Regions from separate parts of the Mus musculus genome. Here all the other regions are linked to region 3. A link is a contact called in public Hi-C, HiCAR-type, HiChIP or PLAC-seq, capture Hi-C and promoter capture Hi-C data. All regions are on one chromosome and are shown on one strand. Each heading gives the region's core, a stretch centred on a gene start, on an enhancer-like site or on the middle of the called end of the contact. The rest is flanking DNA. Distances are from core to core; before and after follow the strand shown.

What was found. Promoter capture Hi-C pulls out the DNA fragments that hold promoters and counts their contacts. Hi-C and Micro-C count contacts between places; a contact is called where the count stands out from the background. HiCAR-type assays count read pairs that join an accessible place to other places. HiChIP or PLAC-seq counts read pairs in DNA pulled down with a chosen protein or histone mark. Capture Hi-C pulls out chosen DNA fragments and counts their contacts.
Region 1: an H3K4me3 HiChIP or PLAC-seq map of pro-B cells shows a contact between it and region 3, with 5 times the contacts expected there. The contact joins the promoter of Tarsl2 here to the promoter of Nsmce3 in region 3. A contact is called at or near these places in 8 of 39 promoter capture datasets (the 3T3-L1 cell line, the C10 cell line, embryonic stem cells and 3 more), 6 of 484 Hi-C or Micro-C datasets (B cells, CD4 T cells, the G1E-ER4 cell line and 2 more), 10 of 115 datasets of contacts at active chromatin or transcription factors (astrocytes, embryonic forebrain, embryonic stem cells and 4 more) and 3 of 9 other capture datasets (adipose tissue, embryonic stem cells and liver).
Region 2: a contact with region 3 is called in a HiCAR-type map of astrocytes, with 2.8 times the contacts expected there. The contact joins the enhancer-like site here to the promoter of Nsmce3 in region 3. A contact is called at or near these places in 3 of 39 promoter capture datasets (the 3T3-L1 cell line, liver and pre-B cells) and 2 of 115 datasets of contacts at active chromatin or transcription factors (astrocytes and embryonic stem cells).
Region 4: a Hi-C map of B cells shows a contact between it and region 3, with 10 read pairs. The contact joins the enhancer-like site here to the promoter of Nsmce3 in region 3. A contact is called at or near these places in 1 of 39 promoter capture datasets (pre-B cells), 1 of 484 Hi-C or Micro-C datasets (B cells) and 1 of 115 datasets of contacts at active chromatin or transcription factors (bone marrow-derived macrophages).
Region 5: a contact with region 3 is called in a promoter capture Hi-C map of liver, with 2.9 times the contacts expected there. The contact joins the promoter of Klf13 here to the promoter of Nsmce3 in region 3. A contact is called at or near these places in 4 of 39 promoter capture datasets (the 3T3-L1 cell line, liver and pre-B cells), 2 of 115 datasets of contacts at active chromatin or transcription factors (astrocytes and thymic regulatory T cells) and 1 of 9 other capture datasets (liver).
Region 6: a capture Hi-C map of embryonic stem cells shows a contact between it and region 3, with 2.6 times the contacts expected there. The contact joins the promoter of Tm2d3 here to the promoter of Nsmce3 in region 3. A contact is called at or near these places in 3 of 39 promoter capture datasets (the C10 cell line, cranial neural crest and pre-B cells), 1 of 484 Hi-C or Micro-C datasets (CD4 T cells), 2 of 115 datasets of contacts at active chromatin or transcription factors (memory CD8 T cells and thymic regulatory T cells) and 1 of 9 other capture datasets (embryonic stem cells).
Region 7: a promoter capture Hi-C map of hippocampal neurons shows a contact between it and region 3, with 3 times the contacts expected there. The contact joins the enhancer-like site here to the promoter of Nsmce3 in region 3. A contact is called at or near these places in 11 of 39 promoter capture datasets (the 3T3-L1 cell line, 3T3-L1-derived adipocytes, the HPC-7 cell line and 8 more), 1 of 484 Hi-C or Micro-C datasets (cerebral cortex) and 2 of 115 datasets of contacts at active chromatin or transcription factors (microglia and pancreatic cancer cells).

Annotation. Positions count from the first base shown.
Region 1 is chr7:65,642,796-65,646,261 of GRCm38.p6, forward strand. It overlaps Tarsl2 (threonyl-tRNA synthetase-like 2), which reads left to right and starts at 2,103. Exons shown (of 19, transcript NM_172310.2): 1 at 2,103-2,419; 2 at 3,458-3,466. The coding sequence starts at 2,150.
Region 2 is chr7:63,963,744-63,967,542 of GRCm38.p6, forward strand. No RefSeq gene overlaps it. Among named protein-coding and RNA genes, the nearest start is that of Gm39024, 9.3 kb to the left of the region's middle. Within about 2 kb of position 1,603, at least 105 of the 459 cell types and tissues checked have an H3K27ac peak or open chromatin away from gene starts, as enhancers often do. A contact at or near this core is called in astrocytes, where this site is marked.
Region 3 is chr7:64,871,340-64,874,845 of GRCm38.p6, forward strand. It overlaps Nsmce3 (NSE3 homolog, SMC5-SMC6 complex component), which reads right to left and starts at 1,701. Exons shown (of 1, transcript NM_023239.5): 1 at 343-1,701. The coding sequence starts at 1,579. The coding sequence ends at 740. All of the region lies in intron 2 of Fam189a1 (family with sequence similarity 189, member A1), which reads right to left.
Region 4 is chr7:64,010,668-64,014,681 of GRCm38.p6, forward strand. Gm32633 (predicted gene, 32633) reads left to right here. Exons shown (of 6, transcript NR_169109.1): 4 at 982-1,114. Among named protein-coding and RNA genes, the nearest start is that of Gm32633, 26 kb to the left of the region's middle. Within about 2 kb of position 1,289, at least 172 of the 459 cell types and tissues checked have an H3K27ac peak or open chromatin away from gene starts, as enhancers often do. A contact at or near this core is called in B cells and bone marrow-derived macrophages, where this site is marked.
Region 5 is chr7:63,936,952-63,940,761 of GRCm38.p6, forward strand. Klf13 (Kruppel-like factor 13) reads right to left here and starts at 1,964. Exons shown (of 2, transcript NM_021366.3): 1 at 1,016-1,964. The coding sequence starts at 1,595.
Region 6 is chr7:65,691,439-65,694,944 of GRCm38.p6, forward strand. It overlaps Tm2d3 (TM2 domain containing 3), which reads left to right and starts at 1,979. Exons shown (of 5, transcript NM_026795.3): 1 at 1,979-2,131. The coding sequence starts at 2,041. Gm33234 (a long non-coding RNA gene) reads right to left here and starts at 2,004. Exons shown (of 2, transcript XR_391545.3): 1 at 1,413-2,004. It overlaps Tarsl2 (threonyl-tRNA synthetase-like 2), which reads left to right. Exons shown (of 19, transcript NM_172310.2): 19 at 1-655.
Region 7 is chr7:64,348,957-64,352,612 of GRCm38.p6, forward strand. It overlaps Fan1 (FANCD2/FANCI-associated nuclease 1), which reads right to left. Exons shown (of 14, transcript NM_177893.4): 11 at 1,079-1,182; 12 at 361-555; 13 at 1-20. Among named protein-coding and RNA genes, the nearest start is that of Fan1, 23 kb to the right of the region's middle. Within about 2 kb of position 2,340, at least 60 of the 459 cell types and tissues checked have an H3K27ac peak or open chromatin away from gene starts, as enhancers often do. A contact at or near this core is called in cerebral cortex and hippocampal neurons, where this site is marked.

The DNA.
Region 1 (3,466 bases), core at 853-3,352, 770 kb after region 3:
GTCAAAGGACAGCCTGGAGTATTATTCCCCAGGAACCCACTACCTTGTAATAAAGCCTTTCACTAAAACCTGGACTCTTCGTTTAGGATAAGCTGGCTGGCCAGCAAGCCCCCAGGGATACACCTGTGTCTATCCATCAGTGCTGGATATCACTTTCTGGTCCTCATGCTTGTAAGGTAAGCACTTCACCACTGAGCTATCCTAGCCTCTCTGTTTCTCTCTTCCCCTTTCTTCTTCCCTTCTGCTTTCTTTCTAGTTTTTTTTTTATCTTGCTATGTAGCCCAGACTAGCTTTAAGCTGATGGCTACCCCCATCCACCACTACCACTGCTTCCACCTCCAGGAGTGCTGTACAGATGTACACCACTGCACCCAGCTGTGCCTCTTCTTCCCACAGAAGAGGTCTTCAATTTCCACATGGAAGACAATGGCATCTCTTGCTGGGAGTGATCTGTGAATCTGATTAACTCCTCAGCTCCTTCCACCTATTCCCCAGAGTTACATTTATCCACCTGTCTGTCCACCTTGCTCACATTACCCAGACTCCATTTCTCAGAGTAATTTCTCACCCTTGAACTATCCCACCCCAAGATAAACCCTATTTTGGAACTCTTATTGCCTCCATTACCTAGATTACATCATGAGACATGTTTGACTAAATGCTACCCTCTGTGCCTTAGTTTCTGCATTATACATGGGTATAATGGTATCATCTCTTTTAATGAAGATTTAAGAAGTGACTATTTCCAAATCGCTTCGTTCATGTCTTGGCACATTCTAGGAACTTAAGAACAGTAAAAGCCAACTTTTGTTCTTGCCACAGGAAGCTTCTTGCTCATGGTTATAAGAGAAACAAAGTCATGTGTGAACTTATTACTGGAGTCTTTAGAGTCAAAGCCTGGCTTCTGGAAGTTTCAACGACATAAGCTCAGCTAACCCTCTGAAACATGCCAATTAAAATGACAGTTAACAATAAAAAGCAGAGAAAGGAGATTTATTCATTGTGGTTACAGTGGGAAGATGAACAGCTACAGGGGTTCAGCCACCTACCCCAAGCCCGTCATTGGGGTGCTAATATGAGGTTTAAGTTTAAGTAGAGGCCAGTGGTGGAGGTGTGGCTCCATCATCGGCTTAGTTCCAGTCTGTCCAGCAATTCCTAGGGCAACTCCTCCCCCAGGGGGCAGCAGGGCTTCAGCCCTTTCCTGCTCCAGGATGAGAGCTTAATTCTTTGCGGACCACTGTTTCCAAAGTCCGATAGCACAAATGTTTCTACTTAAAATAATCTTAAGACAGTTATAAACAGCATTTGCTCTAGACTCAAATAGTGAACAATGTTGTGCTGGCCAGGCTGAAGTTTTTGTAGTGCTCTTCTGTGTGTCCTTGCCAAGTGCCACTGTATTTGCACAGCCTTGGCATGAAGGTCTATTTTCAATGGCCGCTTTTCAGAACCTGTTTGCACAGTGTGGTGACTGCAAGAATTTAAGAGGGGAATGAAAGAAATCCATCAGGCTTTGCTAACGGTTTGGACAATCTGGTCAAGAGACGCACCTCCTCTGGGCTTCAATATCTCAAACTCCAGTTTCATTAGACTGAACACACTTCCAGTAGCACCTGGACATGCCTCCAAACGCTAAAGATGCCCATCCGGTGGTCCCACTCCTGCTGCCTAGGTCCAGAGCGTAGTTCTCAATCCTGCAGTGCACCCAACATTGGCCGTGTTCCTGCCCGTGCTCCCTGCCACACTCCCCTGCCCATTTTCCTTGTTTTATGAAGCATTGCTCAGCCGTCTCATCTTCCCCAGCGATGATGCCGCGCTGTCTCATCGCTTCTCCTCTGAAATGATGCCTACCCTTGCCCCTCCCATCACTCCTGCCCCGCCCTTCATTATCCTATAGCCCGCCCCTCTTCTTTGCCCATCGCCTGGCCTCTGCACAGTTGCCCCGATATGGCCCCGCCTCTTGCCCGTGCATCGCTCCGCCCCATGCAGGGATACCCAGCTCCAGCCCCGCCCCTCTTCCTCCATCGCCCCGCCCCATATAGTGATGCACCCCCACTTCACCCCGCCTCCCGAAGTCCTTCAGCTCCGCCCCGCCCCGTCTCCTTGTCACTCTGGCTGGGCTGGCGGGCTCAGGTGGCACAGGGAAGCTACCATGGCGGCCCAGGCCCTGGCGGCTCAGGCGGTGGCCTCGCGCCTGCAGCGGCAGGAGGAGGACATCCGCTGGCTGTGCGCGGAGGTGCAGCGCCTGAGGGACGAGCAGCTGCGCGGGCCCGAGCGGGGCCAAGCCGAGGGCCCGCGCCTGACACGCGAGGTGGCACAGCTCCAGGCGGAGAACCGCGACCTGCACCAGCGCCTGTGTGGCCTGCGGCTGCGCCTGGCGGAGCAGCGCCGCACCGAGGCCGGGCGAGCGGCGGCGCACGAGGTAACCGGCGGCCCAGGAGTACGCACTCAGCGGGTTCCAATTCTGCACCCGGGTGCGGACAGGGCTGCAGGGTGTGTCCCCGCCCGCGCCCTGCCCACTGCCCACGGCCTGGGGAACCGCTAGGTTTCCACCAACCTCCTAACTGACCAGCTGGTATAATTTCTCAGCTCTTCATTGGACAGACTGCAAACAACATTTTTTCCCTCCAGTAGCAGATCAAACTGAGGTGCATGCCTCTAATCCAGAACTCTGGAGGCTGAGGCAGGAGGATGGCTGAGAATTTAAGGCCCGCCTGGAGTAAATATTGAGAATCAGGTCGGCCAGGGCAATATGAGAAGACGCTGTCTCAAATAAAAACTTTTTAAAAGGCCGCTTCAGTGTTTAAGAGTCACAGTATCCTTGGAGAAGAGGACCTAACAGTTTCTATTCTCTCTGCTGGCTGGTTCTGTGCTATCTGAAGACAGGTTATTTTTACTGTCTTATTTTGGTGGTTTGCTTTGAGGCCTATATGTGATCTGTATATTTAACAGAAGTATTTGATTACAGTATTTTCATGTTTTAGAAGATTATTAAGTAACAAATTAGAAGAATTTTTTTTCTAAGTTCTAAAGGCTTTCTAAAACTGAGGGGTTTTTGGTTTTTGTTTTGTTTGTTTGTTTTGTTTTTGCTCTGGCAACATCTAATGAAATAGTGCAATGAATAAGAGTCTGGTGGCAGCCACAATTTCCAGTGACATTATTTGTTTAAAGTTTAGGGAAGAGTGACAGAGAGACACAGAGACTGTGTGTGTTGCAGGCTATGGGACCCATGGCCTTGTGAATACTGGGCAGTGCTCTATTACTGAGCTACACCCCCAGTTTTAATGTGCTCGGACAGATAGGGCTGAACTCTGAAACCAGATCCCTGAGGGTTATAAGTAGATCCTGGTTCCCACAGCCCAGCCGGGACTCTCCAACCATGGGCCCTGCCGTGAGCTCTCTGGGTTTCCTCCTTCCCCGGGTTTCTCATGTACTGCTCTTGCCTCCCATTATCTTTCAGCCTCCTACC
Region 2 (3,799 bases), core at 353-2,852, 910 kb before region 3:
ATCTCCTGGGAGTGCAGGCCATTAAAACTGTGTAATGTGAAGCCCGGCATGGTGGCACACGCCTTTAATCCCAGCACTTGGGCAGATTTCTGAGTTCGAGACCAGCCTGGTCTACAGAGTGAGTTCCAGGACAGCCAGGACTGCACAGAGAAACCCTATCTCGAAAAACAAACAAACAAACAACCCACCCAAAACTGTGATGTGAAGTTGCAGAACTGGTGATAAAGCTTCCCACTGGGCATCCAGGCAGGTGGGCTATCCTGTGTACACTGAACAGCTACCCCTAGGAGGCTGAGTGGTGGGGTAGGGATGGGGACAGGCCAGGGGAGGGCTGTTGTTTCTTAGATCCAGGTGGCCTTACTGGAGTTATTCAGGCAAGAATTCTGCTCCTTCATACCCAATCGTCCCTTTGAAGACAACACTCAGACAAACGGAGCCAGAGAGAATGCAGGGTGCCTCCATCCGCTGAGGAAAACCTAAGCAGGTGCTTTCTGCACTGGGTGGACTAGCTAGTCACCAGCATCTCCATCCCCATAAGCTAGAGGGGAGAGTGTATGGTCCCAGCACTGTGCACGGGGTTCAGGAAGCCCAGGTACCTTGCGCTCCCTGCTGGGGGCTGACGAAACCCCTTTACCTATCTGACTACCCAGCATCTGCTCTCAATGCACCCAGCCAGCCCAGCCATACTATGGATTATTAATGCCAATTTTCATGAAGAAAAAAAAGTTTTTTGTTTTTTTTAAAATTGGAGTCTCACTATGTGACTCCTGGCTGGCCATAGACTAGGCTGGCCTTGAATTCAGAGATCTCTCTGCCTCTGTCTCCCTAGCGCTGAGATTAAAGGCATGTGTCCAGATATATCCATGAGTTAAAATTTTTATTTTTTAATTAATTAATTAATTAACTAATTAATTAATTAATTAATTTGAGAAAGGGTTTCTCTGTGTAGCCCTGGCTGTCCTGGAACTCACTTTGTAGACCAGGCTGGCCTCGAACTCAGAAATCCGCCTGCCTCTGCCTCCCAAGTGCTGGGATTAAAGGCGTGCGCCACCACCGCCTGGCCGAGTTAAAATTTTTAAGCAGATGAAAATAGAATCACCAATGTAATTTTCTCAGTATCTTTCACAAATACTCTATCAAGCCTTTATTATTTCATCTATAAAATGTGTTTTAACATTAAAAAAAAACTCATAAAAAATAAAAGCATGCATCACCATGAAAACGTATCAAAACTGTCTTTTTAAATTTCTCATTCTTCCTTTTGGGCTGGGGTTATCTGGAGAAATCCTCAAGATGGTTCTGTCGTGGCTGAGTGGCCAGGGAAATGGACCTTGTGCGTACAGACCCTGTTAGCTGATGCACTGTCGCCAAACTATTTTCCATATATAGGCCCTAGGGGTGTTGGGTGTTCCCTGAAGGATCCTGGATGCCACCCATGGGCTTCCTGGAGAGCGCCTGACCCAGGCCCTGGAGGAGTTGGCAGGGTACATTCTCCCTCTTTAGCCTGGCATCCCTGGCTTCCAGGACTGGTACTGCTGGCCAGCCAGGGCTAACCCAGACACTGATGTGTGTTTGAAGCCAGCTGCCACACAAAGCTGCATTGTGGACCTTTGGCTGGCAGGCACAGCACGTGACCACAGAGGGTGGGTGGCAGCCAGATGGGTGTGCCCCACTGCCTTCCTCTGGGCTGGATTCTGCATCCTTCCTTCTGACCCACACAGTGGAAGCCCAGCTAGTTAAGGAGCCATGCAGAATGAGAAAGTACCCCTAAGACCTCCCTCCCTCTGTGTCCCTCTGTGCTCTCAGCAACCAGGCCCAGCTTTACCCAGAACCTTATCCCTTTGTCTCTGTCACAGGCTTCTTATACCACAGGAGCTTGACTGTCACATTTTTTCCTGTGAGAAGGACCACAGGGACAGAGCAGGGCTTTGAGGAGTTGGCTGGAGCCTCAGCTCCCTCATTCCACCCCCACTCCCTTTTTTTTGACCAGTTGGCTCTGACTTCCTGCCTCAGTTTGGGCCACCATGGCTGGAGGAGGAGAGAAGCCCCTAAAGTCAGGGTTTCAACTTACCCAGAAGCGCAGTTTCACATCTGAGTAAAACAGCAAGAACCTCCTGCCCAAGTCACTGACTCTTTCCTTGAACTTCAGGCATGAGTGGGTCTCACAGGCAGAGACAAATCCATACAAAGACAGCCCCCCTCCACTGAGACCAAGTGAAGAAATGGTAGCTTTTCCCTAAGGGGAGTCTGTGTGCAGCTCCCAGACACATTCCTTTCCCTTCCAGACACCAGACAGCATGCATTGCACGTGGGGTGTTATAGCTCAGATGTGGAGTGTTCCCTCAAAGGTCTGGTTCCCAGCTGGATGTTTCTGCTTGGTGGTGGGACCTTTAAGAAAGGGGACCTACTAGGAGGAAGTTGGGTCACTGGAGATGTATCCTTGAGGCCCAGGCCCCTTCCTGTCCCTGCTTTGCCAGGCACCATGAAGACGACAGCCCCTTCATTCCACCCATACACTTCCTGCCTTGTGTTCTTTGTGCCACAGGCTTGAAGACTTAACAAGGCCAAGTAACCATCGGTTGACACCTCAAAGAAACAGGAGCTCTGGAATCGATTTTCCCACTTTTAAGTATGGTATCTCAGATGGTTCTGTCACAATTGCTGGGAACTGGCTGAGAGTTTTGTGGTTGGCCTTCTTGCCTTTCTAGCCACATGGTGCCTGAAGCCTAAGGAAGCTACAAAATGAGGCATCGTTTCTGTGTGCTAATGAGGGCTCTGGTGGCCAAGGTTCTCAGACAGCCTCAGGATGGAGATCCCCATACTAGACGGTTGGTAGTTCTTAGCCCCACCTTGACCTGGTGTCTTAGTCAGGGTTTCTATTCCTGCACAAACATCATGACCAAGAAGCCAGAAGGGGAGGAAAGGGTTTATTCAGCTTACACTTACACACTGCTCTTCATCACCAAAAGAAATCAGGGCTGGAACTCAAGCAGGTCAAGAAGCAGGAGCTGATGCAGAGGCCATGGAGGGATGTTACTTACTGGCTTGCTTCCCCTGGCTTGCTCATCTTTCCTTTCCTTTCCTTTCCTTTCCTTTCCTTTCCTTTCCTTTTCTTCTCTTTCTTCCTTCCTTCCTTTCTTTCTTTCTTTCTTTCTTTCTTTCTTTCTTTCTTTCTTTCTTCTCTTTCTTTCTTTCTTTCTTTCTTTCTTTCTTTCTCTCTCTCTCTCTCTCTCTCTCCTTCTTTCCTTTTCTTCCTTCCTTCCTTCCTTCCTTCCTCTCTCTCTCTCTCTCTCTCTCTCTCTCTCTCTCTCTCTCTCTCTCTCTCTCTCTCTCTTTCTTTCTTTCTTTCTTTCTTTTTTTGACTGGGTTTCTCTGTGTAGCCCTGGCTGTCCTGGAACTCACTTTGTACACCAGGCTGGCCTCGCACTCAGAAATCCACCTGCCTCTGCCTCCCAAGTGCTGGGATTACAGGCATGCGCTACCACTGCCCGGCTCAGCTTGCTTTCTTATAGAACCCAAGATTACCAGCCCAGAGATGGTCCCACCCACAAGGGGCCTTTCCCCCCTTGATCATTAATTGAGAAAATGCCTTACAGCTGGATCTCATGGAAGGCATTTCCTCACCTGAAGCTCCTTTCTCTGTGATAACTCCAGCTTGTGTCAAGTTGACACAAAACCATCCAGTACACCTGGGATCAGGGGCAGATGAAAAGACAGAACTTCTCATTAATGGTCAGCAATGTCTTTCACCATGCTTACCCAAGGAGACCTCTGAAAAGGGCTACAGAGACAGTTTTGA
Region 3 (3,506 bases), core at 451-2,950:
GTTTTATAAACCGGAGACCTAACGATTTTTACAACTTGCTCTAATACACATTCACACACTTCTGCAACACCATTGACTTAGCTTATCATGGAAAAAAAAAAAAAGTCTGGAATCATGACATTTCCTTTTTAGCCGCAATTTCTAACAGGGAAACAATAATAATAATAATGGTGAACTGACTCAAAAGTATAGTATTTGTTATACTAGAAAAGAATCTTAAGTAGAACCCATAGGACAACAGAATTATGATTATGAATATAAAAATGCTAGAAAACACATCACATAGATTTCGTGGGACCACAAGTGCTCACACCCAACAGAATATGTATATTTAAAGCTGTGTTGACAAGAAGCTAAAACAATTTTATTTTCAATTTTAAAAAGACTTTTATTTTTCCCCAGGAACTAGTCATTAAGATAATAGCTACCCTGTTTCTTTATCGTCTAGAACATCAAAGCAATTTACCAAAGTGTTCCTTCTTGAATATGTTTGGCATCATACAATTTCATTTAGGTTTAGAAAGTTAGAAAACTCTTTATAAACAAAAAGACAATTAAATGAAAATTTAAAGCTCCAAACCATAATAATAATAATAAAAAAATCAAACAAAAAACCCTGCAACACATCCTAACGCTCCAAGGCCTTTATGCGTAGCAGAATCAAGCTTCCTCCGACCCCCATTCCCCCTGTTCTTTTATACTGGATCTCCAGAGTCCCTCAGACCATAACTCAAAGAGTTCAAGAGGATGTGGCTGGGGCACTAGCAGTTGCAGGTCTAGCCCTACTCTCCTCATCTGCCAAAGCCTCGCAGTATTGTGTGGGCCAGTCTTTGGGGTCCTGGTTATGGACTTTGGCCACAAACTTAAGAACTTTCATCTTGCTGGTTTCCAGGTTGGTTCGCGGGCCCCACTGTAATTCATAGTCCACAGGATCGGTGTGGGGTATCCTCCGGTACTCCAAGTAGCGCTGCCGCACAAAGTCTTCGGTAATGAGTTTCTTTGGGTCGCCAAAAATTAAGTGTTTCTTAGTGGGGTACACTCCGAGCCGTCGCAGGAAGTCCCAGACCTCAGTCTCGGTGATGGTGTTGCCTTTCATGAAGATAAGCCCCAGGACTATCATAAGCAGGCCCGAGATGGGGGTACCCTGATCGCCCCTCATCTCCGCATCCGCCTCCACCGGCTCCAGCATGTTGATGAGGATGTAGCTGTGGCTCTTGGGCTCCAGCTCCACCAGCTTGTACCCGAACACGTATTGCAGGCGCTCGGCGGCCAGCTTCAGAAGGTTGGGGTACACGTCCCGGTAGTCGCCCACCACGTGCTTCAGGATGTCCGTCCGCTTGATCGGGATCTTCTTCTGGTCCTTGATCAGCAGGAACTGCACCAGCTCGGCCACCTTCAGCTCCAGCTGCTTCTGAGTGCGCGGCCCCACGGTCGGGGCCGACAGGGAAGCGCGGGAGCCCTGGGAGGAGCCGCCCGCGGCGCGGGACGTGCTGGGTCCTTCCTCGCCAGCGCCTCCCCAGTCCCGCTCCGGGTCAGCCTGCGTGCTGGGCCGACCGCGGCCCCTCGGCTTCTGCAACATGTCCCCGGTCGGCGGAGAGCAGGCCGCGATCGGGAGCAGCAACCGCCAGAAGACTCCGCCGAGCGAGCGCGCCCCAGAGGCTGGGAGAGAAGCTGCGGCGCGCGCGTGACGTCACGTCGCCGGCGCGCTGCGTCCGGGAGGCGGAGCGATACGACTGGGAGCCAGCCTGCGGGGGCGGGGACTCTTCATAGCTACTGCGCATGCGGAGGGCCTCGGCGCTGGCAGCAGCTCCTCCTGGGCTTTATCCCCAGTTTTAATGAGAATTGAATGGTGTTTATGAGCTCATATAAATAGAAAACAAGAACCAAAACTTCTCGGCAAGTGTGCGGTTGAGTTCTAGGGCACACCTGTTTAGACACGTCTAATAGTTTTTGGTTAGTTTTTAAGCTACAAAGTTTGTCTATGGAACACAAAGGATAAATGTGTGCGGGTGGGAAAATAAAGGGAGAGGAGGAAAAGATCTGGAAAGTCAAGAAAAAAAAAAAAAGAGTTACCGGGCAGTGGTGGCGCACGCCTTTACTCCCAGCACTTGGGAGGCAGCGGCAGGCAGGTCTCTGGGTTCGAGGCCAGCCTGGTCTACAGAGTGAGTTCCGGTGCAGCTAGGGCTACACAGAAAAAACCTGTTTCGAACCCCCCCCCCCCCCCAAATAAAAAAAAGTGTTGACTTGTGCACCAAATGCGGGACATGACAGACTAGGGGACCCTGTCCCGGTATCTGTCCTTGGCAGAGTTCATTCCCACCTGGCCAGTTAATTTCTGTACAATCCCTTGAGTCTGTAAGGGAAGTTATTCTTAAAAGCAAGACTTCTGCAATTTTCAGGTTCACATTCTCTTCATTGAATTTCAGTTAGATGACCATGAGAAACCACGTAAGCACTGCCAATAACGTGACTTAGTTTGGTAATGTGGACTGACCTTTTGGAAGACATGTTTGGGAAAACTGCCGCGGACCCACATCCACAATTTTAGCAGAAACATGTTAGAGGAATGCTAACCCCAGAGGCACTTGCTCTCTCCAGAGATTACCATTTAATTTAGGTTACCAATGATTGGGAGTAGCAATAATGTGAATTTCTTAATTCTCTCTCTTAATATATAAGCTTTAAAATCTCAATAAGAAAGAGAAGAGCTATCATCCTTTATAATTTGTGGTGTGTGTGGCTTGTAGATGGTTTAAATTGTGCAACTCTAATAGACAAAATGAGTCATTTCATTAACTCAAACCATCAGCAGTCTGTTGCTATTACTGCTGTGGATCTCAGCAAATGGGTTTCTTCTCCATTTACTGACAACGGAACTGAGTTTTCCTCTCTCTTTTTTAAAGCTACCAAGAAAATAGGTAAACTATTCAGAGAACGAACTCAAATTGATTTCCTCCTTAATGCAAATATATTCAGAGGAAAGCAATTCAGATCACATTATTTGAATAATAACACCAAAACATGGCCTTATTAAAATTTCATTAAATGTAAGCAGCATAAAATTTTTGTTTATAATTCAATATGAAAATGCACTCTGATAATGGGACCTGCAATGCTAATATAAAATCCCACCCCATGTTGTGATTCAAGTGTTCTGAAATCTAGTGAGCTTTGAGCAGTAACTTTCTATTCCATACAGGGTCTACGAAGACATCATCAAAGGTTGGTCGCAATGGCAGAGGCTGCAACAGTTTGAATGTGTCCTTTAAAGCTTGCATGTTGGAAATGTAATCCCCCCACTGAAGAGGGCTTTGTCCTCATGAGTGAATGAATGCCATGTTCTCTGTAATGAGTTAAGATTAAATCAATTTTGCCATTGTACTCTCTAAACCTCTCACGACACAGTGATGCTCCACAGATGTGGTACCTGGCCCCTAGTCCTCCCACCCTTCAGAGTCACGAGTGGAGGACAATTCTCCTATTTCCAGTTTACTCACTCTGTGCAT
Region 4 (4,014 bases), core at 39-2,538, 860 kb before region 3:
TGCCTGACTCTCTTTTCATGAAGTGTTGTGGATGAGATGGTCTCACGATGATACACTGTAGTTTAAATTCTTCCTTGAAGAAATGGGGTTGAGTTCCCTATCAGATTTGTTAGCCATTCAGAGATGTTCTTTCATGAAGTTTCCACTTAAGCCTTTAATGTTTTCTTTCCCCGTTGAAGTATTTGCTTCTCCACTCCCTTTTATGGTTCTGGGCCCAAACCCAAGACTTCATTTATGCCAAGTGAGTGCTTTACCACTCAACTGTGTCCTCAGCTTTTCTACAATCTTCTTATTGATTCTAAAGACCTCTTTACATATTGTAGACATCAGCCCTTTATTTGGATGTGTTTTGTAAATATTCTACACGCCCCCAAGTTGTACATGTATGCATGCCTTCTTCCTTCTCTCCTTCCTTCCATTCTTCTGTCCTTCTTTTCTTCCTTTCTCCCTCCCTCCCTCCCTTTCTCCTTTCCTCCCTCATTCCTTCCCTCCCTTCCTCCTTCCTTTCCTTCTTTCTTGGTCTATATGGTATAGTGGCCCATGCACGCCATATGGAGGCCAGAGGTCAATGTTAGGTGTCTTTCCCTGTAGCTCCTTACTTTGATTTTTGAGATGGCTTCTCTCACTTACCTGTAGTTCACTTTTTCAGATGGACAGACTTCCCAGTAAGCCCAGGGGCTCCATCTGGTTCTGACTCTGACATCTGAGGCCGTGCTACATACACAACCACCAGCCCTGGCTTTTTCTGTGGGAACTGAGGAACTAAACTAAGATCCTCACACAGAGAGCAGGCACTTTATCACCAAGCCTTCTCCCCAGCCTCAGCTTTTAATCTATTAATAAATCTTTAAACATGAGTTTCTAATTTTACTATGGTCACCTCTGTTTGCTTTTCTTTCTTTTCTCCTTTTCTCTCCTTTCCTCCCCTTCCTCACTGTTGCTGTTGCTTTGGTCATTGCCCTCTTTATCTTTCCTTCACAGTTTCTTAGAGGGAAGTCAGAAGTCGCCCACACAATCTTCACAGACACCAGCTTTACCATAACATTTGAATACAGTGGCAACTTCCTGTCCCGAAGCCTCGCCTTTTCTGGTACTTCTGCCCGAGCAACTGTAGGTAATAATCAAAGGACTACCCAGTGCCTCGTTTCCCATGGTCAATGAGTTCATCTCCACGTGCATGGTCAAAGAGGAGAAGAGCGAGCCCAGCCGCAGAGATCCAGCTCTGTGGTCTGTTCCCTGAGTCAGTCAGTATGTGTCTGCTCAGGAAAAACAGTCAGTGCCCGATTGCCTCACATGGGAACTGGCTACAGAGAGAGTGCGGAGGCCGGATGATGAAAGAGTTGCTGAGAGGAGAGGGCTGGAGAAGCAAAGGAAGAAGGCTGTGTGTGTGTGTGTGTGTGTGTGTGTGTGTGTGTGTGTGTGTGTGCTTCTGCTGCTAGGGTAGGAAGAGCACATACCCATGTCTTGGGTAATTGGTGCTACTGCGACAGACTATCTCAGACCCCACCCAGCTTAACTTAACTTATAAACAGCAGGGATTTAACCTGCACACTGCTGGGGCCTGGGGCACTGGTGAGCGATGATTCTACTGTAGGCTTCCTGTTTTGTAGTTGGTGCTTGTCTCAGAGTCTTCGGATGGTGGAAGGGCTGAGGGATCTACCCCCTCCCTTTTATTGTTCTCAGTGTGAATGTGTGCGTGCGTGTTTGTGTCTGTGCCTGTGTGCACGTGGGCACATACGGCACATGGCAGGACATGCCTGGGAAGGTCAGAGGAAAATCACAAATGTGGGTTTTCACTTTGTAGCTTATTTGAGAAAAATTCTTCTCTCCCTGTCTCTATAAAGAATATCTTTCGCTGGGCAGTGGTGGCGCATGACTTTAATCCCAGCACTTGAGAGGCAGAGGCAGGTAGATTTCTGAGTTCGAGGCCAGCCTGGTCTACAGAGTGAGTTCCAGGACAGCCAGGGCTATACAGAGAAACCCTGTCTCGAAAAACCAAAAAAAAAAAAAAAAAAAAAGCAAAAAACCAAAAACCAAAAAACTTTCATCCTTTGAAAATCTGTACATATAAACAATGTGTCTTGATCAGACCCACTCCCAGGTCTTCTTCCCTTCTCTCCCACTTCTACAAGGTACCTCCCAGCATTCCCTTCCTACAGAATGTGCTCTCTTTCTCACTCACTTTTTATACACACACACACACACACTTGCTCACACACACACACACACGATGCACAGTCATATGCACAGACACAGATACACACAGAAACACACACACAGATACACATAGGCACAGATATACATGGACATACACAGACATACACACAGAGATACATACACACAGAGAGAGACACACACAGGCACACATGTACACAGGCACACAGATACATATATACACAGACACATACACACATAGAGATACACACACACACACACAGGCACATACACAAAGATACACACACACACACACACACACACAGAGTTGACTGATCTTGTGCAGATAGCTATCATGGCAGAGAGCTCATAGGTGCAGTGCCATGCTGTGTAGAGATGACAGCACTTCACAGCATACCTCCTTATCTGCTAGCTCTTAGATTCCTTCAACCCCTTCTTTCACAAAGTTCCCTGAGCCTCGGTAGGCAGGGAGTCGCAGGCAGGGAGTCGTTCATGCAGACCTGTCTCACTCAACATTAAGTAATCACTTATTATCAACACTTTGACCAGTTAGGAGTTTTTACGTTAACTCATGACCATAGCAAAGAGAAGTTCCTTTGGCTAAGGTTGTGGGAAGGCAGAATGGATTCATGAGTATAAACATAGTATATATAGGAAGCAATTTTGTAACAGTTCCATTTCAAAAGGCAACAGTATAGTCGATTCTCCTCTTGCGCCTCTGACCTCAGAGCTTTTCGCTAGACTTATAGTACCAGCCATGAATTTCATCCTATGGAGCTGGCTTCAAATCTAACCAGAGAGTTGTTGGTTACCCCATAACCTTCCTCTCACCGTCCTCTGTCCTGCCTGGTCGGATGGTATTGTAGCACGCGGTGTTCGCTCCTGGGTAATACCGCAGATGGATTTTCTTCCCAGTAGCTCCATTGCACTTCGGTCACTGTGACACGTAGGAGGACATTTCCAGCTTGATTTTCAGATGTGTTTCTTTGTCCTTAACTGCTGAATAACCAGACTAGCTGGCCTGAAAGCATCCAGGTATTCCCTCCTATCACCCGATGGGATGCTGGGGGTAAATATGCCCCTTCTATCAGCCCACGGGGTGCTGGGGTTAAATATGCCTTCACTACATCTCCATCTTTTTACATGCTGGGGATTCCAATTCAAATCCTCCTGCTTCCATAGCAAGTCCTTCTACTCAACCAAACTCCTCCCCAGATCCCCTGTAGCCCCTTTCTCAAGGGCGCTATTCTAACTATGGGGGCCCTGCTCCCGGAGGCCTCACCTGCTAATACCACATAGGGGTGAGGATTCTCATTAGGAATTTTGTGTAATGAACAGTCAGACTTGTGCCCCTGAGCCAGAGCCCAGGGTTTGCCCCTGCCAGGGTCTCTTGAAGGAAGCTTCCATTGGGAGAGAAGCTGTACAGTGGTTTTGGATCTAGGAAGAGCTAGGTTCTCAGCCAGGGCAGCAGCTGCTGATGTAGGGCCCCGCCCCCGCCCCCCGCCCCCCATCTCCCCATGCCCAGCTCACCACTACTATCTTATCATAACCCACACTCCTCTTTCTGGTCTGCTTCCTGAACTGTTAAACCCAGAAGGCCCCGTATTATGTGAAGAACCAGTAGGCGAGGAGACCCAGCTCCAGAGTCTAGTTTTCCCAGCAGGGCACAGGGTAGGTAGGGACTTCGTGTCAGTCTCGTAGCAGTGTCCTGCACAGCTCTTTTTTTTTTTTTTTTTTTTTTTTTTTTTTTTTTGAGACAGGGTCTCACTATGTAGCCCTGGCTATCCTGGAACTCACTATGCAGACTACTAGGCTGGTCTCTGCCTCCTGAGTGTTAGG
Region 5 (3,810 bases), core at 714-3,213, 930 kb before region 3:
GAATTAAGTATTTTTTGCAGTGAACTTGAGAGTTAACTGTTACGAAAGAGTTTCTGTGAGCTCAAAAAAGGAAAAAACAACAACAAAAAAACCCCAACCAACCCTAAATGTTTGTGTTAACACCAAAAATGGAGGGGGGAAGTCGGACTTCGACATCAACTACCAAGAGTCGAGCTGCGAAGCGGTCCCCGGAAACCAGAGAGGCGAGTGACCTCACGCCATCCCAGGTTTCAGGCTCAGGCCGGCCGCCCTGGTACAGGTGCCACCTGCCTGCACACAGCCCAAGAGCAAGTGAGAGTTGGATCAGAAAGGTCAGTGAACGGAGCGCGCCTTCCTAGAGCAAGCGCAGCCCCCTGCGGCCGGGCGCGCCCCCGCCGGCCGGATGGGCTGGGGCTCCCACAAAGAGCCGTGGGGTAGGGAGCGAGGACTGGGACCGCCCCCCGCGTCGGCCAGCGCCGCCGCTGGGTCGGGTTGCGACAAATTAAACCTTAGAGCCCTGGAAAAATTACAGGAAGAAGAGAACGAAGAATGTGCCGAGTGGCTGAAGGGAGCCCTGTCCCCGCGTGAACTTCGCCCGCCCCAGCCGGCCCCTCCCTCGCCAGAGCCCGCCCGGAGGCCTGGGAAGAGGGGTGGCGAGACTCCAGCTCCCCGAGCACCTACGCCCCAAAAGGGAGCGCCGCCTGCCCCCCCCCCCAACCACCTCTAGCGCACCTGCCCGCGCCGCCCGCAGCCCGGATGACGACATCTACCCCCGCGGCCCCGCCCCAAGAGCCTGGGAGGGGGCGTGCCCGATGGGGGCGCGGTCGCCGAGAGGGCGCCGGCTCCAAGCGCCACGGCCAGCGTCACGCGAGGCCAGAGCGCCAGGACAGGGGCGCGGCTGCGATCGCCCTCAGCTCATGGCTCCCCGCCCTCGGCCCCGGCCCCCTCTAGCGCTGGGCCCGAAGCTCTGGGGGCGTGGCCGGTCCCAAGCAGTCCCTAGTCCGCGCGTTCGCGGCGTCCCCGCCGCCCCACTGACCTGTGTGAGTTCTCAGGTGCGCCTTGAGGTGCGAAGATTTCCCGTAAACTTTCTCGCAGCCCGCGTAGTGGCACTTGTGCTTCCTCTGCGGGGACTCGAGGTCCGCGCGGCTCCGGCCTCGCCGACCCCTTTGTCTGAGGCCAGGCTCGCCGCTCCCCGCGGGGCCGGGCTCCTGCTCCAATGCCGCCTCCGGCTCGCTCCACGCGGGGCTGGGGGGCGCGGCCGGCGCGCCTGCTTGTCCCGGGGAGGCGGGCTCTGGGCCGGGTGGCGGCGCAGGGGGCGCAGGCGGCAGGCGGCAGGGGGTCCTCGCCTTGCGCGCAGCGGCCCCTTCTCTGCGTTCCGCGGGGGCGGGCGCCGGCGCCTGCTGGTTGAGGTCCGCTAGGATCCGAGCCACCACGAAAAGCGAGGCGCTGTCCTTGCCGTCGCGGCGCTCGTCAACGCGGGGCAGTGTGGGGGCGGCGGCGGCCGCGCCCTCGGGCCGGGGTTCAGGTCCTTCCCGCGGCTCGTGCACGACTGCGCGGCTGGACATGGACACGAGGCACTCGGCGGCAAAGTGGTCCACATAGGCGGCGGCTGCCATGCTGCGGGCTAGGGCGCGCGGTGCTCTCGCAGGAGTCGTCAGCGGCGCATCCGCACCCACGGCCTCCGGGAGCGGCGGGGGGCGGGGGCGCGGCGCGCCCTCTTCTCCGGCTGGGCTGGGCTGGGCTAGGCTGGGCGCGTAGCCGCTTCTGCCGTCACCCGCGCGGCTCCGCGTCCGCCTGGCCGGGCACTGGAGGGTGAGCGCATGGGGGGCTCCAGTAAGGAGGGTCCGCGTGCGGCGTCAGAGTCGGCCTGTCTTAGGGACGTCGAGCGGAGGCGACGTTAGGCACGACCCCTGCAAGTTGTGGTCGCAGTTCCACCGTGCATTGTGGCAGGCGGGACAGCCTCCGTGCGCGCCGCGGCTCGGTGTGGGCGGACCGGCCCCGGGGGTGGGCGGGGCCGGGGCCACATCTGGACCCGACGTCAGCCCCCAGCCACATCCTGGCGGCGCAGGTTACAGGCGGCAGCGGCCGCAGGGAGCAGCGCGCACGAAGGGGGCGGGGAGCCTGGAGCGCCTCAGGAGGGGCGTGGCCAGTGGTAGACGCGAACTCCATTGGCTCTTGAGTACTTTATGCAGCCAATCCGGTCCTCGAGAGGGTTCTACTGGCCGCGGGACCTGCGCGCGCCAGTGGGCGTGCCCCTGGGCCTGCAAGAGGAGGGGCGGAAATCGGAGCCGGGCGCGCGGCGCGCAGACGCATGACGTCCGAGGGTGGCGGGCCGCTGTGTAGCGGCGCAGGGCTGGGGCGCGTGCCTCCCGCAGCGGGAACCCCGCCGGCCCTTTCCATGCCAGAGCTTTTGTGAGCAGGCAGCAGTGGGTGGCACGAGGATGGCAACACTGAGCAAGACACCCTGTGGTCGCTCCGCCCGCCGGGAGTGCGGGCAAGGTGGCGTATCGGTCCCTATGGGACCTAAGCGGCCGACCTCGCCTATGGGCGGGACATTACCGAGCCTCACCCCACCGCAGCGGAGTTCTCTGGTGGCCGGGTTTGCATTGCCCATCTCCAGCCACCTCCTCACCCCGCTCCTATTGAGCTCCGGTTCTCTACGCAACCTTGGCCCGAGCCTTGTCACCACTGGGGCCGCCCCGCCCCCGCGCGGCCGAACTGCCCTTGAGCCTATGTTAACCTGGCTGATGCAGGACCCACCACTGCCAATGCTGAGGGAGTGAGCTACGTGCTGGGGCTGCGGTCGCGGCTGTTCAGGGAACACGGGGCCCCTTCCTCCCCCTTCCTGCCCCAGGCCTGCTGCCAACTTCTCCAGGCCGCCCCTCTCCCACCGCGGTCCTGGAGGCTTCAAACACCACCAGCTGCGAGGACCCCGCCCAGGGCGCCCCACCCATCCACTGTCTGGGCCTCTGAAGGAAATGCTCCGCTGCGTCCTGCCGGGGCCTTCCAACTAGGCCACCTTGCTCTAAAGTCTAGACACACATTCATGTTCTTTCCTCTCTGAACACTAGGCCATCATCAGAGAGACCCGTAGCTTCCAACTGCCTTTGAACCAATCTTAACACACTCAAAAGACTTTGGCCGCAACTGGCCTCTGACCTGTGAGGGTAGGATCAGCAGCCTCTCCTTTTCATTGTGGATGATACCTTAAAATAAGTCAGCCACCAAGTCAGGGAGACCCGACTGCCGGTTGGTCGACCCCAGTGAGCTAAAGAAGGGTCAGTCACCTCACTACTGGTGAAAATTAAGAACCATGGCTCTGATTTCAAGTTCTTCCCCAAGTTAAATGGGAGCCTAAAATAGAAAAGACTTTGATTTCTGATAATTGAGGAAACTGAACAATTTGGAATTTTCAGTTGTGAAACTTTAGGTTAACGTTTGAACACCCCGAGTGTGAGCACACACCCTGAATTTCCACACCATTGGGCTGCTGTTTTGTGGAGAAGCTGGATCAGGGCTTTGTAGGAGGGTCTCCACTTGGCAGAAAGTAGTCATCTTTGTTCCAGGCAGATTATGTTGATGGCATTTAAGAGACTGTGTCCTGACCAAGTGATGACTCAGATTGCTCCTCTGTTCCCACCACATGCCACAGACAGTCATCTCATTGGGAAAGAGCTGGCCCCTACACTGCCTTTCAGTCCATGCATGTCTTTCTGTCCCTCTGCAGCCAGGGGCATTCTGCAGTACATAAAATACTTTTTGGTTGGGCGTGGTGGCGCACGCCTTTAATCCCAGCACTTGGGAGGCAGAGGCAGGTGGATTTCTGAGTTC
Region 6 (3,506 bases), core at 729-3,228, 820 kb after region 3:
CAACCTAAGAAGGAAAAGTGATTATTTGATATAAACAAAATTTTAATTTGTTGTGTTCTGAGACTAAATAGGAGAAGCTGGAGAAATTTGCAAGCTATCAAGACTCCAGAGACCTCAGTGATAAAATGGTGTCCATTCAAAGAGGGGAACACTAGCGAGAATTATCAGAAATCATGCTTTGTTTCTTTCTCAAAAGATGTGCTTCCAGCCTGGGGGCTGTAGCTTCGTGACCAGAGCATCCGCGTTGCATGTATGAGGCCTGAGCTCCATCCCCAGCAGCCACCACCTCTCACCCAACAATGACAGGAATAGGCTTTCAATAAAAGCCCATGGCCCTTTTGTAACATGGAGGGGAGATGTCTTATTTTCTAATACACACATCTCAGGTATTTTTATGGCTGCTTTACTAAAGTTCACACTGAAACTCATGCCCAAAGCTGGAATTGCTATTTCATTTAGTGTGCAATCATAAGAGAAGTACTAATATCCTGTTAGTGGCAAAGGACTATGAAACCTCAAAGAGATTTTGTACAATCTGTTATTTGCATTGTGAGTTAAGAGTTACAGTTTTAATGCTTCTAATCATAATTCATTATATTTATCTTTAGAAACACTAAAGTCCTAAATAAAATGCATCACATGGTGTTTCTAGAGCCTCGGTATGTTCCATTGTTGGACGCTTGCCTGGAGTTGAACCACTGCTTTCCTGGGGTGTTTCACTTGTATGTTGAATCGAGTATATTTCTGATTTTTTTTTTTTTAAATCAAGACTGGGTTTCACGATGTAGTTCTGGCTGGCCTAGAACTCACTGAGATTTGCCTGTCTGTGCCTCTGGACTGCATTTCTGATATATTTAAATTATTTTTATTTTGTGTGCATGGGTATTTTGTCTGTTGTCTGGGCACTGCAAGAGTGTCTTGTGCTTATAGAGGTCAGAAGAGGGTGCCAGATTCCTGGAACTGTAGTTCTGGGTGATTGTGAGCCGCAGGTGGGTGCAGGGAATCAAATCTAGGTCCTCTGGAAGAGCAGCCAGTGCTCCTAACTGCCGACTCAGCTCTCCAGACCCTGTAGTTCCGATTTCAACCTTATTGTCTTGGCACTTAATTAAAATACCGTTATGCCAAAGAGAAATTAGTTACAGATTTATTTCACTAGGTGCAGCAGAATTCAAATTAGATGCAGAGAAGCATCAGTCTTTGATATATTATTGATTCTCCTGAACATGAAGAGTGAAGCATCATAGATGAAACCAGTGTGAGGGTGTAGGGTGCGAATTGTAACCATTTTTAAAGCTAACATTTACTGCAGGATTGTTGTGCGCCGAACACCATTTCATGTACTTTTTCACTTATCAGATGTGCAAGTGGGAATTTGGGGACCCCAAAGTGCAAGTCAACAGAGAGAGACATACCAACAGCATGCTTCCTGAAGTATATGCCATAGAAACAACGTAGGTTGCAGAGAGCAGCTCCCCCTCCTCGAGGTTGCTCTCCTGGCCAGTTTGGGGTTGGACTCTGCTCCTACGTGAAAATTCCACACACTTGGCTCTTGTCCCAGGCCCTGAGACCTAACCTGTTTTTCCAGTCTCAGAGGAACTCTAAACTCCGCGTGTCCCCCAACAGGCTGTGGTAAAACCTAAGGCAGGAGCCCTGGGTCCTGGTGCATGGGACTCTTGGAGCTGCTTCCCTGGCTTCATGGGTCAGCGGAACTAAAATGGGCTAACCACATCGCATCACAACCGTTTCCCAGACTCCCAATGGAAAGAGAAGGGCATCTCTTCAAAGGCAGTGAGGGGCTATTCTGGTCCGAGCTACTTCCTGCTGCTGCGGGTCCCCAGTTTCATTCATTTCCCTTGGCCAACAGCACTCAGAGCACGGCGACAAGGAGACCACCCAACCTCCGAGCTGGGAAGCAATGACACCCGCCGGCGGCGCCCCGCAGCAGTGCGCCTGCGGGCCGCGCCCGGACACGCCCCCTTCGGCGCGCCCCCACCACAGCCCCGCCTCCTGGCCCGGAAGTGCGCACGCGCAGCGACAAAAATGGAGGCTGCGGCCGAGCCGCTGCGGTCTGTCCGCCACCTGTCCCGCGTGCTGCTTTTCCTGTCCCAGTGCTACATTCTGTCGGGAGATGGTGAGTTCAAGGCTGGGGGCCGCACCGGGTGAGCTGGTGGCAAGGGGGTCCCCGGAGCCGCAGGAGGCCGGCGACCGACGCCTGGGCGCCGCAGCCCGAGGCCGCAGCACTGCGCTCCAGCCCGCCCCGAAAACCGGTGTTCCCTGAGTCGGTAGCCCAGAACCCCAGTCGACCCCGTCATTTCCGTTTCTTGAGCCGTAGATGCCCAGTGCAGCCCCTACCTGTTAAGCACACAAACCAAGGGTATCCTATCCCATGATAACATGCCTTTCTAATTGTAGGATCCTTAAATTTAGAGCATTCGCAGCCGCTGGCTCAGGCAATAAAGGATCCGGGCCCAACACGTACATTCTCTGTAGTTCCCAGGGCAGCAGGTACTAGACGTTTTCTATTCTAGTAAATGTGCATATTTATAAGGAGTAGTTGCCCGCCCCCCTTTGTTTTCGATACAGGTTTCTTTAGTATAAGAAGTCGCCTTTTGGTTTTGGCTGTTAGATGTGGTGTTGTTTAGATATGTAAATTAAGGGCAGACAGCCGCTTTCAGTAGACAGTTTTGGTCTTTTTGAAATCTATGACTTACCTCTTCATCCAGCCTTACAGGACTCTTCGTTTCTGTTTATTTTTTATTTTCCACTCTCTTCCAGTTCTTTAGCCAGTACTGTTTTCCCTTGAGTTAAAAACCAACCAACCAAACACCGAACTCTACAATGCTTCCCTAATGTTATATGATGTGCTGGGTTAAGAAGGTTGGATAGATACCTGGAGGATAATCCGGGTGAGATCGGGCTTTGAGGGATCTTTGTTTCCTCACCTTTGCAGCCACTGTAGTTATCTTGATTTAAGGCCTTTTCAGCCTTGTGATTTGAACCTTCCAACCTCGGGCCACATGGAGATAGGAACAATAGTGGGAAATGGTATTTATAGCGTTAGCCACTTCATGTCACTTCCAAGTATTCCTGTTTTGCTAACTGTCCGCTAGCTCTTTAGGTTCATCTGTTTGGAGTCCTATTATTTCAGGGATTGGACTTGAAACTGGCAGAGGCATTTCACAGATTTTTATTTCGACGTATATACTAACACCAGTATTTTCTAGAATTGGAGGGCTGAGGGTGTTGTCATTTTTGTGGTGGGGGCGCGCCGAAGGGGGCGTGTCCGGGCTTCATTTTTCCATCAGTAACTTTTGCTGGAAAGGACATTGGATTGGATTTGGAGAGCTGTGTGTTCTGGTTCCAGTTCTGTCCAACATGTCCTCTGGTATTTTGCATAGACTCTGCCTTATCCAAGCTTTAGTTTGTCCTCTGTGCTAATAGCTCTTGGGTCTGACCTGGGCCCACATTGTCTCTCAATGAGCACTTATAGTTTTCATGGCCATGTG
Region 7 (3,656 bases), core at 1,090-3,589, 520 kb before region 3:
CCGAGGCAGGAGACAAGATCCTAAGCACGATACAAGAGCAGAGTTAGCCACCTTGAGGACAGAAACACCAAGATGGGCTTGAGCGGCCATCAGAGGACACCAGTACAATTCAACAAACACGGGCCCCAGGAACCCCAGAAGTAGCTCTGCTGCCGACCAGGCTCCAGAGAGGCTAGCAGAAGCCCATAGGCAAGCTCTCCGTGGTCAGTTACCAACCTCTGCCTGGTGCGGGCATCCTGTGGCACATCTGACGAAGAGGGAGTGTGACTCAGCACTCAGGAGTGATGAGACCTTCTACAATTGCCAGAGTGCAGCCAGCACTGTGAAGGGATGACTGACCACATCGCGGGAAAGTAGTACCTGAGCTTGCTGTAGGGAGGTGAAGCGGTCCCAGCTGACCAGAGAGGCCACTCTGCCTTGCTGGGCCTGCCATGCTTCGCCCACCCAGGCCCGCAGGCTCTCAGCAGGGGCGCTGTGGATCAGCTGCAGCCTGGCTTCCAGGGCCTGCTCCCTGCTTGCGAAGAAGCTGTCCGTGAGCAAATCCAGTGGGGATGCCTGTGTGGAAGAGAAAGGGAACTTTCCTAACATGCCTGGGGAGGGCGCTTAAAAACAGGGGATGCTGGAGTTCCAGGAGATCTGGAAGCTGGCCAATTGGCTGACACATTTTTTTCCCCCTCAGAAGAGATGAGTTAAAATTATCAGACTCAAGGAATCTTAGCCTGGGTTTTTAGTGATTGTTTTTGCCCTGAGTGGAATTGGTTGAGCTCCATCCGGTGCTGGTGGGACTGTGTGTGAGAGCGCTTGGTTGGATGCTGGCATGAGGCCAGGTGCCCAGCTCAGGGTTCTCGGTGCTTGAGTCAAATGTAATACTGAAGGGAAACTAGGCTTGGGGTTAAGATCTACTAGTTCCTGTTTAAAAACAAAAGGTTTTTTTTCCAATGCAATTAGTACTACTGAGGGTAAAGCCCAAAGATGACCAAATGCCAGGCTGCTGCTGGCTTGAGACCCTGGTGCAGAGGAAGGCGTGAGGCACAGGCATACAGAGGAGAGGCCCTGGCACGATGGTGTTAGGAGTTACCTGGTAGGCATTTCTGAAGACGTCTGGTATTCCATCCATGAAGATGATATCCCACAGCAGGAGGCCACACAGGGTGCTGAAGGTGGACCCTTCTCCATGAATCCCTACAGCAGCGCCACAGGAGGAGAAAAACACCTGCTTTATCTGGTTGTTTAAGAAAATTGTGATGCCAACCAAAGAGTACACATGGAGGGACTCACGGCTCCAGCCGCATAAGCAGCAGAGGATGGCCTAGTCGGTCATCAATGGGAGGAGAGGCCCTTGGTCCTGTGAAGGCTCTATGCCCCAGGGTAGGGGAATGCCAGGGCCAGGAAGTGGGAGTGGGTGGGTTGTTGAGCAGGGGGAGAGGGGAGAAGATAGGGGGTTTTCAGAGGGGAAACCAGGAGTGGGGATAACATTTGAAATGTAAATAAAGAAAATATCTAATAGTAATAATAAAAAAGAATATCATGATGACCTAATGTAAATTTTTCTCTTTCAGGGAAAGAACTGAGATATTAGAATGTCTGAAAGACATGCTACTTCCAGCTTGCTCTTCACACTATATTCTTTGCACATAGAAGCTTTATTTAAGGAGAAAACTTCAAATGGGCATTGGAAGGTCACAGAGCAGTGGTTCTCAATAAGCAGGCTCTGGCACAGGCCTCTGGCAACCTACAAGAAATGATTCCCGAAGAGGGAATGACAAAAGGCCAGGCATTTGAGAGAGCCCCGCAGCCTCAGGTTTACCCAACACTCTTTCCATTCACAGGGCTCACCATTCATAAAGCCAATTTGGCCTGATGAGGTTACTACGGTGTTGCTGATATGCAAGGCTTCTACGGAAACCGTCATCTGTAAAGACCACCTAGTTCTGGTGCCTCCTCGTGCTGAAGACACAATCACCAGGAGACATCCTCATTGAACAGCTGGGTCCTAGGCCACTGCAAGGCAGCAGCACGGTGTGGAGAGAGGAAGGTCCTGGTATAAACTTCAGACCTGTGTCCCCGAGTGCTGCTTTATCAAGCTCCTCTCTCTAAGCTGGGTGTCTCTGCACAGCCACAAACAGCCCAGCAAAGGAAGACAGCTATGTGGTCATCTTTCCGCCTTCCTATCATGCTCACACTGGCAGCAAAGCTCCCAGGGAGCACAGGGGAGAAAGCAACGTGGGAGTCAAATGCTGGCACACTGGTCCTCCTGCCAACCGGGAGGCTGTGGCTGTAGCCTGTGGCTGTGTTCTATCCTGAACTCCAGAGCTGTGCAGGGCCTTGTTTGTTCCCTCCTAGTTCTGGCTCCCTTCCCTGTGGCCTGTTTCCATGGTACAAAAGGATGCAGTGAACAGGGCTTGCTCAGCCTGGCTGAAACAAGCCCTCCAGCTACCAAGAGCATTCACATCAAGGTACCAGGCTCTGGCCTGCCGGGAAGAAAGCTAGCTGGACCTAACTTCCAGGTTTCCATCCCTGTGTGAATAACGCTCCATCACTGACACGGAGGTCAGACTCATTCCTGACCGCTGTTATGCTCTGAATTCTGACTGAAGTCATTTTTTTGGAATAATCCTCCTGATCTATTCAGAAACAGCTTCCCCTGGAGGGTTTGAAATTTCCTCTACATAAATCCCTCTACAATAGAACCCAGCAGCAAGTCATATCAATTTTCCAATATATTAGAATGTAATATAAATTTAAAACATCTTATGTGGAGATATCTTATGTTCTGGAAAAAGAATTCCCTGCTGTTTTTCAAGCTCCTGGATAAACTGGAAATATTTTCCTGTGCTGAATTCCTCTGGCCAGGAGCTGGGACAGTTGACATGTCTGTGACATCACCTAGGGCCTGGAATTTCCATCCTCCTACATCTCTAAGCTTTTCAGGCTCGCTGCACAAGGACAGGATTTGGCTGTCCCCATGAGAACTCCTCAGCAAGCACAATGAGTGGACATCTCGGGCTGGCTGGTTAGATCCAGGGGGAGAGGCAAGAGGGAAGAGGAGGATGTGAGATGCTGAGTGGGTGTGGCTAGCACATACTCTCGGCCACCGCCACCATCTCACAACACTAGGATGAGTATTGTCCACCACAAAGCAGTCCTTAAAAATATAAAGTAAGCCAGGCGTGGCGGCACGTGCCTTTAATCCCATCACTCAGGAAACAGAGGCAGGTGGATCTCTGTGTGTTGGAGGTCAGCCTGAGCTACAGAGTGAGTTCCTGGCCAGCTGGCTACCCAGGGAGACCACCCTGACAGCCTACCCCACTGCGTTCCTTGTCTCTGGTGCCGACAGGGAGCTTCCGCTCTATTTCGTTCCTCCAGGGTTGACTTATGTTTTCCTGATTACTACGTTTTACAAAGGGGCCTGGGGTGGACATTTGATTTTTCCAATTAGAGGGCGTGTGCTCAAGCTTCCACTTCTAAAGCATTACTTGCAGTAAGTCTACTCTCTGAGACAAACTCTGAAGAAAGGCTAAAACGGGGAGAGAAACAGGTAGCGGGAAACGTACAAACTCAAGGAATTGCCAACTGACATTAGAAATGCACTATTTAAAACCAAAAGCCTCTTCACGCCTGTAATGCAGCAGGTCTCTCACACTGACGAGGGAAGC